Regions from separate parts of the Gossypium raimondii genome. Here region 2 is linked to region 1. Evidence: chromatin contacts called from public Hi-C data. All regions are on one chromosome and are shown on one strand. The core of a region is the stretch at or near the end of the contact, and the rest is flanking DNA. Distances in the headings are between cores, read along the strand shown. Region 1 has its middle 11 kb from the start of LOC105763169. Region 2 holds the start of LOC105763171.

Evidence for each region. Hi-C and Micro-C count contacts between places; a contact is called where the count stands out from the background.
Region 2: a contact with region 1 is called in a Hi-C map of leaf, with 2.3 times the contacts expected there. The contact joins the promoter of LOC105763171 here to the enhancer-like site in region 1. A contact is called at or near these places in 2 of 2 Hi-C or Micro-C datasets (both in leaf).

Annotation. Positions count from the first base shown.
Region 1 is chr12:9,207,019-9,213,088 of ASM2569854v1, reverse strand. It overlaps the pseudogene LOC105763167. Among protein-coding and RNA genes, the nearest start is that of LOC105763169, 11 kb to the right of the region's middle. Within about 2 kb of position 2,763, the one cell type or tissue checked has open chromatin away from gene starts, as enhancers often do. A contact at or near this core is called in leaf, where this site is marked.
Region 2 is chr12:9,253,716-9,259,785 of ASM2569854v1, reverse strand. LOC105763171 reads right to left here and starts at 2,172. Exons shown (of 1, transcript XM_012581291.2): 1 at 1,744-2,172. The coding sequence starts at 2,172. The coding sequence ends at 1,744. It overlaps LOC105763172 (double-stranded RNA-binding protein 4), which reads right to left and starts at 494. Exons shown (of 7, transcript XM_052625488.1): 1 at 338-494; 2 at 174-223.

The DNA of each region.
Region 1 (6,070 bases), core at 1,514-4,013:
TATCTTTTCATGGAAGTTAGAGGATTGATTTGAACTGTTATTACTTTGTTCAGCAAGTATGCTAACAGCTTCATATATTTTGGTCTGCTCCATTTAGAATTATTGGTGCCATGGTTCTTCTTTATCAACAACTCGGTGTTGCTGCACTTCTCGGATCACTAATACTAGTTCTCATCGTCCCACTTCAGGTAATTTCTGTAGAGGGCTGATCGCATTGGAGTTAATTCAACTGTGAAAATACAACTTCTACAGTCTCCTAATTATACAGTTTTGATCCTATCAAACTGGGGAAACTTATCGAAAACTAGCATCCTTCAAAATTGGAATTCTTATCTGGCATATACACTATTCTCTGATATGCATTCTTCCGAAACTCAAACACTCACATTATCACATTATCTGACACTTCCCTTTAAGCTAGTGAACGATCACCCTTCATTCCAAGTTTGTTGACAAAGTCTTGAAACACATTATTTTCCGCCCCTTAGTAAGTATATTTGCTAGTTGATCCTTTGTTGAATAAAATGGGACGCTAAGTGCATTGTTGAATTTCTCCTTGATAAAATGTCTATCTACATCAACATACTTGGTTCTATCATGCCACACTGGGTTGTGTGCAATGTTGATTGCTGATTTGTTGTTATAGTACAACCGCATTGGACCTTCCCATCTTACCTTTAGATCATCAAGTGACATTGACCTGAATTCTGTCACCACACTTAACCTTACCATTATATTTGATATGATTCAATGAATAGTGTTAAAGTGTTCCCATTCCAATCAAACGATCCACAGCTGCCGATATATCTCACGGTAACAAAGCTATTTATACACATAAAATAGCTAGGAATAAGGAAACTAGTAACGCCCATCCTTAAATTTAAGCTAATTGAATCCCCAAAAATTAGTTATACATGGCCAATTAGTTAACACTCCCCTCAAGTTGGTGCCATAGATATAAAAAATGTTCCACTTGCAGACCGAATTATGGTAAATCTTATTGCTAAGTCATTTGATGAATAAGTCAGCTAACTGTTTGTCAAATGTCTCACTAAATAAGCTCAAGGCATCAATAGTTAATTTTTCTTTGATGAAGTGTCGATTAATCTCTATGTGCTTTGTTTGATCATGTTGCATTGGATTTTGCGATATGTTGAGGACAACCTTGTTGTTACAACACTAGGATAATTTGTCTTTTCTTGACAAATTTAATTCTTCCAACACCTTTCACAACCACAAAAGCTCACAGACACTTTGAACCATACCCATGTACTTTGCTTTAGCACCTGATCAAGTGACTACACGTCGCTCTTTGCTTCTCCAAGTAACTAGGCTTCCTCCCATAAACATGCAATATCTAAATGTAGACCTATCATCTGGAGATTTAGCCCAGTCTGCATCTGTGAAGACCTCTATTTCGAGGTGACCATACTTGGAGAAAAAGAGGTAGACTTTAGATAGCGTAGAACGCAAAAAACAACCTACATGTGAGGTTCTTGAGGATCATGCATAAATTGGCTTACCATATTGAGAATAATGAATAGATAATCTACGCTGGCACACCTTCAAGTTTATCTATTGCACAATCCGATGAACCTACATCTGTTGCACTTGCATTTGAGAAGCTACCAATTATTTGAGTTTATTCTAGAAGACAATGGACTCGTGATACATGTCTTATATCGACATCTTTGTTATCAGATCCGACTCCAGGTGGTCTTGATCTTCCTATTGCCCTGTCACGAAGGTAAATGTCAGTTCACCTACCCAATTGCTAATTTTATTTTATATAATCATCTATTCCCTTTGTCTTGTTCTTTAATCGCTTCTTTAGATTCTGTGTCTATTCACTATACTATTCAGGAGGCCTTGAGTCATTTCGATTGGCCAGATGCAATGATCTAGGAAATAAATGCATTAGATGCAAATGATATTTGGGACTTGATTGATTTTCCTCTTAGAAAAAGAGTTGCTGGATGCAAGTGGGTATTTACAATTAAGGTTAATCTTGGTTTGTATCTGTTCATGACTGGCTAGCTGTTACACCAGATGGATACTAAAAAGTGATTTCTTACATAAAGATCTTCGAGAAGAAATTTATACGGAGTAACCACCAAGATTTGTTGCTTAGGGGGAGTATAGGAAATTAAGTTTGTCTTTGAAGAAATCCTTGTATGACTAAAACAAAGTCCTTGGGCATGGTTTGGAAAGTTCAGTAGTTTGGATTGAATATAAGCAGAAGCAACCACCTCCAGACTTTAGTCAATTGTAGAGCTCCAGACGTTGAATCTGGTAGTGTTGGTAACAATAGCAGATCCATCTACTATTGGTTTCTCCAACATAACACCCCTTTGTCCTTCATTCTGAATGGTAGATATTTCCTCATCAAGAAGGCAATCTTACTTTCCCGAAATTTGGATTATCACAGCATCAAGTTCCGCATTAAGGCATGAGAGTAAGTCTTAGATACGATCCTTTTCCATGAACCATTTTAGGGTTGCAACATCCTCACTACAACTTTTACATATTTGATGATTTTGATCTATTTCCTGCCATAAACCTTGTAAGAGGCTCAAATATTCCATAACAAATCGTGTTATGGACCAAAATGAAAGTCAAGCTTCGGTCAAACAACGGTCATTGTTTAAAATTTTGTTTATTTCAGTTGTGTTTTTTCGTTGTAAATGCTGCGTTTTGGACTCTGGGGGTCGGGTTGTTACTTAGGATAGAGGGACCGTTTAATGAAACGGTGAGTTTTCAGCTTAGTTATGACAGCTGTTAAGGATCCGTTTTTCTCCTTTTTAGCCAGCAATCAGGCAGAGGAGGTGGTTATGAAATTGGAATTGGTTTTCTCACACTCTCTCTCTACTCAGTATTCTTGTGCTCTCTTCTCTCTCTCTGGTCATTTCTTTCTCAGATTTTCAACCATATCAAATCGTTTCCCTTGTTTGATTGTTGAAATATTTGCCTTAACTTCGTAGATTTGGGCAGCATCCTTGAACTTGGAATAGGTTTGCCGAAGGACATCTGAAATCTCCTTGGTAGAGGAAATGGACATACACGTATAACTAATCTCTGGAAGCATTGAATCCCATAACCAAGACATCACATGGAATCTTGTTAATCCATGCCTCTGATTTAGGATCTTGTGTCAATCAAACCGGTTGGGTGTTTTGTAAATCTCCAGCTGTAGTGATTAAAGAAACCATGTTTTAAATCATGGTAGTTTCTACGATGAGATTGATTTTGGTTGAGTCTGACATGATAGGGAAAAAAAGAACTTGGGAATAGAACAGGAGAAGCAAGAACTCGACCAAGAAAAAGAAACTCTTCTTAGAAAGGGACCAAAAATATCTGATACCATGGAATGGACAAGATAAGCAAGATTTCAACCAGGAAAAGAAACACTTCTTAGGAAAGAACCAAAAACATCTGATATCATGGAATAAACACGAGAAGCAAGAATTTGACCAGAAAAAAAACACCTAGGAAAGAACCAAAAACATTTGATACCATGTGGAGAATTGATTTCACTGGAATTAATTCAATTGTGAAAATACAGCTTCTACAGTCCTATTTAGACACATTTGATCCTATCAAACTAGGAAAACTAATTAGTAACTAGTATCCTACAAAATTAAAATACCTATCTCTGATATACTGTCCACTAAAACAAAAGCACTCACACACGTTACCACATTATTCGACAATTTCATTTTCTTAGCAAAATGAGAATTTACTTGATAAGTTGATGCTAGCCATTGGCATGATGTTCTGCCAACTTAATTGTAGTTTAAACCCTGTCCGTGAAGTTTACTGATAACTAACCTCCATAACTCATGCAGTCTGCTTCTATTGGAGAAAAAAAAAAGAAAGAGAGCAAAAGAGCCTCAAAGAATGACATGGTTAGAAAAACTAAATTAGTAGATTAAACGTTGTCTCACTGAGAAATCTGCCAGCAAGGCAAGCAAAATGATTTTAAATTGGGAAGTCATTTTCCATGTCAATGATCTTCTGATAACTACTTTCATTGAAGATGAAATAATTTAAATCATCTATCTGATGATTGATCATGTGTTAACTGATTTCTCTGTTTTACCCATGGAGAAAGACTATTGTGGTTAGCAAAATGCAAAAGATGACCAAGCAAAGACTAGAGTGGACTGACAGGAGGGTCAATCTTACGAATGAAATTCTAGCTGCTGTGGACACTGTGAAGTATGGTCTAATTCAGAAAGCACTTCCTTAGGTTTCACTATATTATCTTCATATTTGACAGTGATTACTGATCTGTGCTTGATAATTTTTCAGATTTTATGCATGGGAGAAATGCTTTCAGTCTAGAGTTCACAGTATACGGAATGATGAGCTATCATGGCTTCAGAGAGCTCAACTACTATCTGCTGTATGATAGTGGAATTATAATATTGCTTCTGAGTGTGTGTTTTTTATGTGAACATTCCAAAACATAAAACGATGTTTCTAGTTGGCATGCGAAAATTACCTTTCACCAATAGTTGCACTTGCTTTTTGCTCTGGAAAATGCAGTTATTGGCTATCAAACATAATCCAGGACATGCAATGCTTTCGTCATTTGATATATTTTCTTTTCTAAGGGAAATGTGATTTTGGTGGCCAGTGGCCACCAGCATAATATTTGAACCTCCATTTTAAGCAAGTTTCCGGGAATTGGTAGCCTATCTTGTGACTACAAATCCATGATTTATAAACTAGATGTTATAGTATGTATGTCAGTTATGCAAGTTGCATGCAATGTAAACGCACTTTGAATGCTTATTTATCTATGTGGCTAATCTTAAACTGCTCTTGTTGGAGCAGCTGTTGATGCTGCTAGTCTTCAGGCCACAAAAAATATGACTGTTTTACCATATTTTGTTTTAATAAGTTGCCTTTTGTTGCAGTTTAACAGTTTCATATTGAACAGCATACCAGTTGTTGTAATAGTAGTTTCATTTGGGATGTTCACTTTGCTTGGTGGGGATCTGACACCAGCAAGGGCATTCACATCACTTTCATTGTTTGCATTGCTACGAATTCCTCTGGAATGTCTTCCTAATTTGTTAAGTCAGGTTTAACTTACTTCACCCCTTACATCATTATATTTTGCATAATTTAATTGCCTTACAGCTGTATATTCTTCATTACTGAAATCTTATTGGAGGGAAAACTTTTATAATTTGTTTCTCAGGTATTTATTTTTCTTTTATTGAGAATTAAGTTTCATGCGGTAAATTTTTTGTACCTTCAGTAGTTGTTCTCATTTATCTAAGTTCTTAACTGTTAGCCAGACAATAAAACTGGTTTGTCGCTCATCAACTTAATAGATGTCTAAGAAAATTTATGATATTACGGCCATGAATGAAAAATAAGCTTAAAAGGTGTATGTATTTAGTTTTTAGTTGATCATTATTTGCAATGTAATTGCTACAATTTTCAAGATTCTCCAGTCATTAAGCTTAATAGAGTTATTAAATAGCTTCTATTGGATTCTTGACAGTCTAATACTTGGTTTTTAGGTTGCAAATGCAAATGTATCTTTGCAACGTCTTGAGGAGCTTTTCTTAGCTGAAGAGAGAGTTCTAGCACCAAATCCACCTCTTTAGCCGGGGCTTCAAGCCATCTCAATTAAGAATGGAAACTTGTCATGGGATTTAAAGGTCATTTTAAAGTTCTGTTCTTGTTTCTATAACTCTCAAATTATGAGTCAAGTGCTTTCTAGACTGGAATTCTGTATTTAATATTTCTTGTGAAGGGTTTTACTAATCATCAGTCGATAAATTTGTGATGAAGTTGGTCAGTATGAAGCAAACACTCGACAACAAGCAGGCCATGAAGACCAAGCCATGCAGGAGCTGCTGATGCAAGCTTATTTTGCTCATTTTGTAATTTCTAGTCAATGAAATGTAATTTAGTTCATTCAGAACTATGTTAGGTAGATGATTGATGTAATTTTCTGTCATATGAGCCGTTAATTCAGCTTTGCTTGTATGCACAAGTTAATTACTTCAAGTTTCAATGTTTAGTGGTGTTAGGTAACCATTAGGTGGAT
Region 2 (6,070 bases), core at 923-3,422, 47 kb before region 1:
ATCGACCCAAAACCAGCAACCAAACCTATTACACCGCTCCATTACCAAAACCCAGCCCCAACACATAATATTCATAAAAGGAAAAGAAGATAATATCAACATCCAACAAGTAAAAAAAAAAAAGGAAAGGAAGCCACGACTTCACCACAATGGAGCAGAAGCTGATGATTGACCTTTGTCGAAATATTTCGAAGACCAACCGCAAAGTTCACTGCAAAGAGACCTACATTTTACGAGACGAAAAGTGAATCAAAAACCTTGGTGGAATAATGGGGTTTGGATAACAAGGATTTGGGTTGATGAACGGAGATTTGAGGTTAGGGATTTTGAGTCTCACCTTTCCTAATTCCCACCTATTTAATTTTGAGATTGATGAACAAATTTGATTAACTTTCGTTTTGGAAATTTGACGGTTTGGGATTTTGAGATTGATAAAAAAAAAAAGTCTAGGATTTTAGTTTCATTTGGAAGTGATGATTGCCCGGGCCGGGCCGGATTGAGTTTAGATCAAGTATATTTCGATCGATTTATAGGTTTAATTCAGCTCGAAAAATAGATTTATTCATTTCAAGTTCGCTTTAATTTAAGAAAGGTAAATTTTGATCTAACTTAATTTATTCATATCTAATTTTTTTAAAATTAAGTTTTATTTAAAATATTTTTAAATATAATGTATTAAAAATTAAAATAAACTTTTAATACATTAAAAATTATTTATATTAAAAAAATTACTATATGTTTTATTATATTAAATAACATAAATAAATATAATAAATATTTTATTGTATTAAATATAATTTTAAATTTTTATATTTTAGATTGAGTTATTTAGTTAGGTAAGTTTTTTTTAGGTTTTGAGTGTTGGATTTAATTGTTATTAGTTTAGTGATTTAATATAAATATAAATATAAATATAAATATATTATTTAACATATATAATTAATATAATATTTTTATAACATAATATATTCGGTTAGACTGAGCTTGGGCAAAAAAAATCTTACCCAATGCTTGGCCAATATAAAAACGGGCCTTAAATTTTATTCAAGCTCATTTTTTAAGTCTCGTATTTTGTCACAGCCGTCCCATTTTTCGGACTGGCCTTCAAACTTGGACGAATGCTCGACCAAAGAGCAGGTTTACTCTCATTTAGTAAGTTATAAGATGGTGTTTTTTTTTGTTTCTAACAATCTCTTAACCCAATAACAAGAGCATTATATTGTAAGTATACGAGTTTGAGTTGAACTCCAAGCAACCCCGTTCCTTTTCGATCATCAAAAATAAATATAGTGTTTTTTTTTCTTTAGTCATTAATTAATATATATAATTACATGTAATTAAAGAAAAAATCACGTGGTTTACACCTAAGAAGTTAATAGTTCCGTTTCTTCTTTCATCGGAAATGATTCTATATCATGAAACATAATAGTTTGAGGGCTAAAAAAGAAAGAAAAGAATTTTTATAATTTAAAAATTAAAAAAATCATCAAGCTATTAATTAATTTATATCATATTTAGTTTTTGAAAACTGATAAAAGAAGATGGAATGAGTAAAGTGAAGGAAGCATCCGCAAAAGAAATCATTCTTCTACTTTACAAATATTTATGTTTATCTTTTCAAGACCAAATTATTGTTGAAATAGAAACACATGAACATGTAGTATAAGCAGGTACACCATTTAGGTAAGAAATTAAACCAATAATAACAAACCTACACACATTTATCTTCCAAAATGGAGAATTCTACAGGATGCTTAATAGATAATGAAGAGCCCCAACAACCCATAGCCAGATAAAAGCAACGAAACCGCCCACAAAATTCCGCCCACCATTAGAGAAATATCTCCACCTATCATCTGGATCAACTCCATACAACTGACCAGGCATACCGGTGACGTAGTAGAATCTTGGAGGCGGTGGAGGAGACGGAAGTGTATTACAGTATGTGAACCTTGGCGGTGGAGGCGGTGGAAGTGACTGTTGGCCGCATGGGTTCACACACGGACAAGCTCCGCACTTAATTTCTGTAGTTGGTGCTTGGGGCACGACCACCGGTACCACTTCTTCTAAAATCTTGGTAGAGGCATTGATTGGAACAGCAAATATAATTGAAAGAATTGGAAAGATCATAAGAACTGATGGAGGATTCTTGCGATGTGAATGCTGCACCATGTTGTTTTGCTGAGAGAAAATGAAAGAAAGAGGTGCAGAACTGAATTATAATATATAAACTCCGAATATACTAAATTATTTCAATTACGAACCTTTCGATTTTGAGTATTTAAATTTAAACATTTATTATTCCTACTTGTATGCATGGGCGATTTAATAAATTATGGTGATTTCGAAGGAAAAATAATAATATATTGTAGCAAATTAATTTATTATTATGTTTTCTTAATCGAGTTCAGGGTCAGTGGGATAACTCCATAAAAAATTCAAATTAATTTATTATTTAACTAGAGTTATTTTATTATTATGTTATAATTTGAATAAATTATCTATGTGCAAGGAACGAGTCTTTAAAATTAGTAGCTATTTTAAACAATGGAAGTTAAAACGTGGGGTTGCCTCACGTTCGATGCATGGTTATGTGGTTATAGTGTTTTGGAAAATGTAGAGAGAAAGTTAGGGTAAACCATAATTACTCAATAAAATAGGAATATATTTTCATTTTAGTCACTTACTAAAACAAAAGTTATAATTTAATTATTGAATTATTTGAAAGTTTTTATTTAAGTCATTAAACTATTTAAATGTTTTTATTTTGAGTCACCGAGTTGTTAAGCTCTTTTTTTTTAAATGTTCCACCAACGAGCTTCAAGCGACAATTCAATAATTGGTATGGTGTATCACTACCCATCGGCGAATAAATGAACTTACCTTAAATCCAAGTCAATCTAATAGTCACTATCGAAGGTAGGACAAAAAAATTTGTTTAAATTTTGGTTTGCAAATTTGTGATGTCCAAAATTATTTCATGAAAAAAACTGAATTGTAAAAGAGAAGGGGAAAGAAAGTTTTTGATTGCTGTAGGCAGTGTGAACAAAGAAAGCCATGCAGTGGCAAAACCAAGGGGCTAGTAGGGCCCCAACTCCCCTAAAATTAGTAATAGTAAAATTGTAATTTGCCCGACCAAAATGATAAAAAAATTGATTTAATCCTTTAAAAAGTATAAAGATATAGGCTATTAAAATGGTGAAATTGCCTTTTTGCTATCGTAAAAAATATACAATTTAATTTTGACTCTCCAAAATATTTTTTTGGCTTTGCCCCTAAAGCCATGTCACATCGATTTTAACAACCCAATGACTTAAATGATAACTTTTAAATAGTTTAATGACTAAAACGAAAATTTACTCATAGTTTAATGACTAATAGTGTCATTTACCCAAAAAGTTAAAACGTGTTGGCTATGGTTATGAAAGCGAATGGCATGTGGATGTTGTAAATGTAAAAATGGCCCTACATCCAACCATTTTTTAAATTTTTATTTAATTAATTTTCATTTTATTCTTTTGAAAATTTTAGGATACCATTTTTTGTTATAAAATTGCAAAATTTAAGATTTAATTTTTCAATATTATCCGTTAAGAAAATTAAGGATATCTCTCAATTTGGTAAAGTATTTTGTGGTCTTTTCTATTTTTGATATCGAGTAAATTAATCGTTCTAAAAGAATTGAAATAATTTAATACATATTAATTTTAAAAATAAATTATTAAGGATAATTAATCACGACATAATTTTGTCGATAATTATATATAAATTTAATTGGATAAATGTATACGTAAATTAGCATATCTTTCTATTGAAGTCTGTCTAACACTAGCATGAGCCGAATCCATTGTAAAGAAGAGCTTATCCAAAGTATGAACCCTTACATCCATGACAAGCATTAATTAAGGCATGCTTTGCAAAGCACTCAAGCATATAGGTATTTCAAACTTTAGGGAAAGTGAAGGCCCTGCCATTATTCTTCAAATCATGCATCATGCATGTAATGATTAAATGGGTTGTCTGTAAATGATCGAAAATCCCAAGAAATAAGACGAAAACTAAATAAAACCCTAATAAAGAATGCCACCTGAACAGTTCAAAAATCAAATGAAGTGGTTTGTAGCAAGAATGAGTTTTAAGGTAGAAGAGAATCCTATACCCTTGGAATTGGAATACCCCTTTTACCTGCTTTTTCTTGAAAGCAGCGCCAACCATTCTTTTTAGTTGATGGAAATTCTCACCTATATTTTGTATTAATTTTTGCTTCTATCATTTACTAAAAAATTAGGAATTCCATCCGGCTATTTATACTACTATCTATTCTCCTAGTTTTTGCATTTGTGAGGTTACTCAGCGGTTTCCTTGAAACGATACACTTGTTTGTTTTTAAAAAAATAAAAACAAAAACTAAAGTAAACTAATTCCTCCAAAGGAGAATCTTTAAATAATTGTAAATTGAACTGATTTTTAGTGGATCCAAAAAATCAAATAAAATTTGCTTCATTTAGGCCCTTTCTAATTGCAATCTAACACCCCTTGAGGAAATCTTTATTATCTCCGGAAGATAAACGTGTCGTACAACCAAGATAATGGTGTAAGTAATAAAAGCCAACCAGAAAATAATGTCTAGATATTAACAGGTTCGACTAGCTTCCAACAATATGGAAGACTCTAAAAGCTACTTTTAGTAATCTAGATGTCACGATGAGAAAAGAAAAGCCTATCCCGCAAACCATCTCAGTCTTTTGCCTTCCTCTTCAATGTGTTGAGCAATTCATGGAAGGCTTTCTTCCACCCAAAAATGATCGCCATCGAGGGAGAGTCCATGCTAAGCCAGAAGATGCAGTACCTGATTTGTTTCTCTACAAACATAGCAAAATGAAAAAGAATGGAAGTCAGATGTAAGATTTTTTGCCACCAACAATAAAAACAAAGATAACTAATCAATCAAATTCCCAACTTTCTAACTTTCAAATAACAGTTAAACTATCTCCTTCTGATTCTATTATTTGGAAACCCATATCTAGAGTAAAATCTAAAGCATGAAAGGCAACATAGGCTTCTGTTGCAAATGCAAAAGGGAAATGGGTGACACATAATGTGCATGCCCTAATCATTGGGGTTGAATGGTCATGGATTAGAACACCCACAAAGGCAGAATCATTAGATTGCCTGAAACCTGCATCAGAGTTAACTTTGTAGTTGCCATCAACAAGAGGGGACCAACATTCTAAATGGCAAAGATCTTTGAAAGGGAGAGATGTTTGGACATTTGAGAAGTCCAAAAGGTAAGATTTTATAAAAATCATTGTTTCTAGAATTCATTTAAGTTCCCTTCATGGAAAATTTGGTTGTGCATATGTCATAATGCCTGTACAGTGATTGTAATTAGAGAACATGTGTGTGAATCATTATGGTTAAATAGAGAGGAAATCCAATCTGTGAAAGTAACATTACTCAATTTTTGTGGCCATGTAATGCTGAGATCAACCCAAACTAAACTAAGAGAGAGGAAATTGCGGGTGATATGGACAATGGACTCCTCAAATGATTTACAAAGTAAACAAGCAGACTCTGATGGCCAATATCATGAAAGCAAATTATCACAAGTAGGGATAAAACCCATATAAAACCTCCATATTGTAAGAATAATTTTGTTAGGCGGAAAGAGATTACATAGCTTAGAGAAAAAATTGTTGATCTGTAATGTTTGTTAAAGTAGAGGACAAGTAATTTTTGTTGTTGTTGTAACCTCTAATTGTCATGTACCTCCATTTAGCACTGTACAACTTGAGTTGTCTTGTTGCCACACCACCAAGTCATGAAGCCACGTATTATAGAAAGGGATACTACAAATGAGGTTCACTTCATTTAGAAAAAAAAAACGCTATGAATAAGATCGCACTTCCATACCATAATATTTTTATCTATTAATTCTGATATTCTGTTAATTAACATTAGAAGTCTAAATGTTGCAAGTATTGGATTTGATGCTTTAAGTGTAATATTTTCGTCTATGTATATTTGTAATTTTTAATAGATTGGTTAATAAAATAATTTATGGATTACT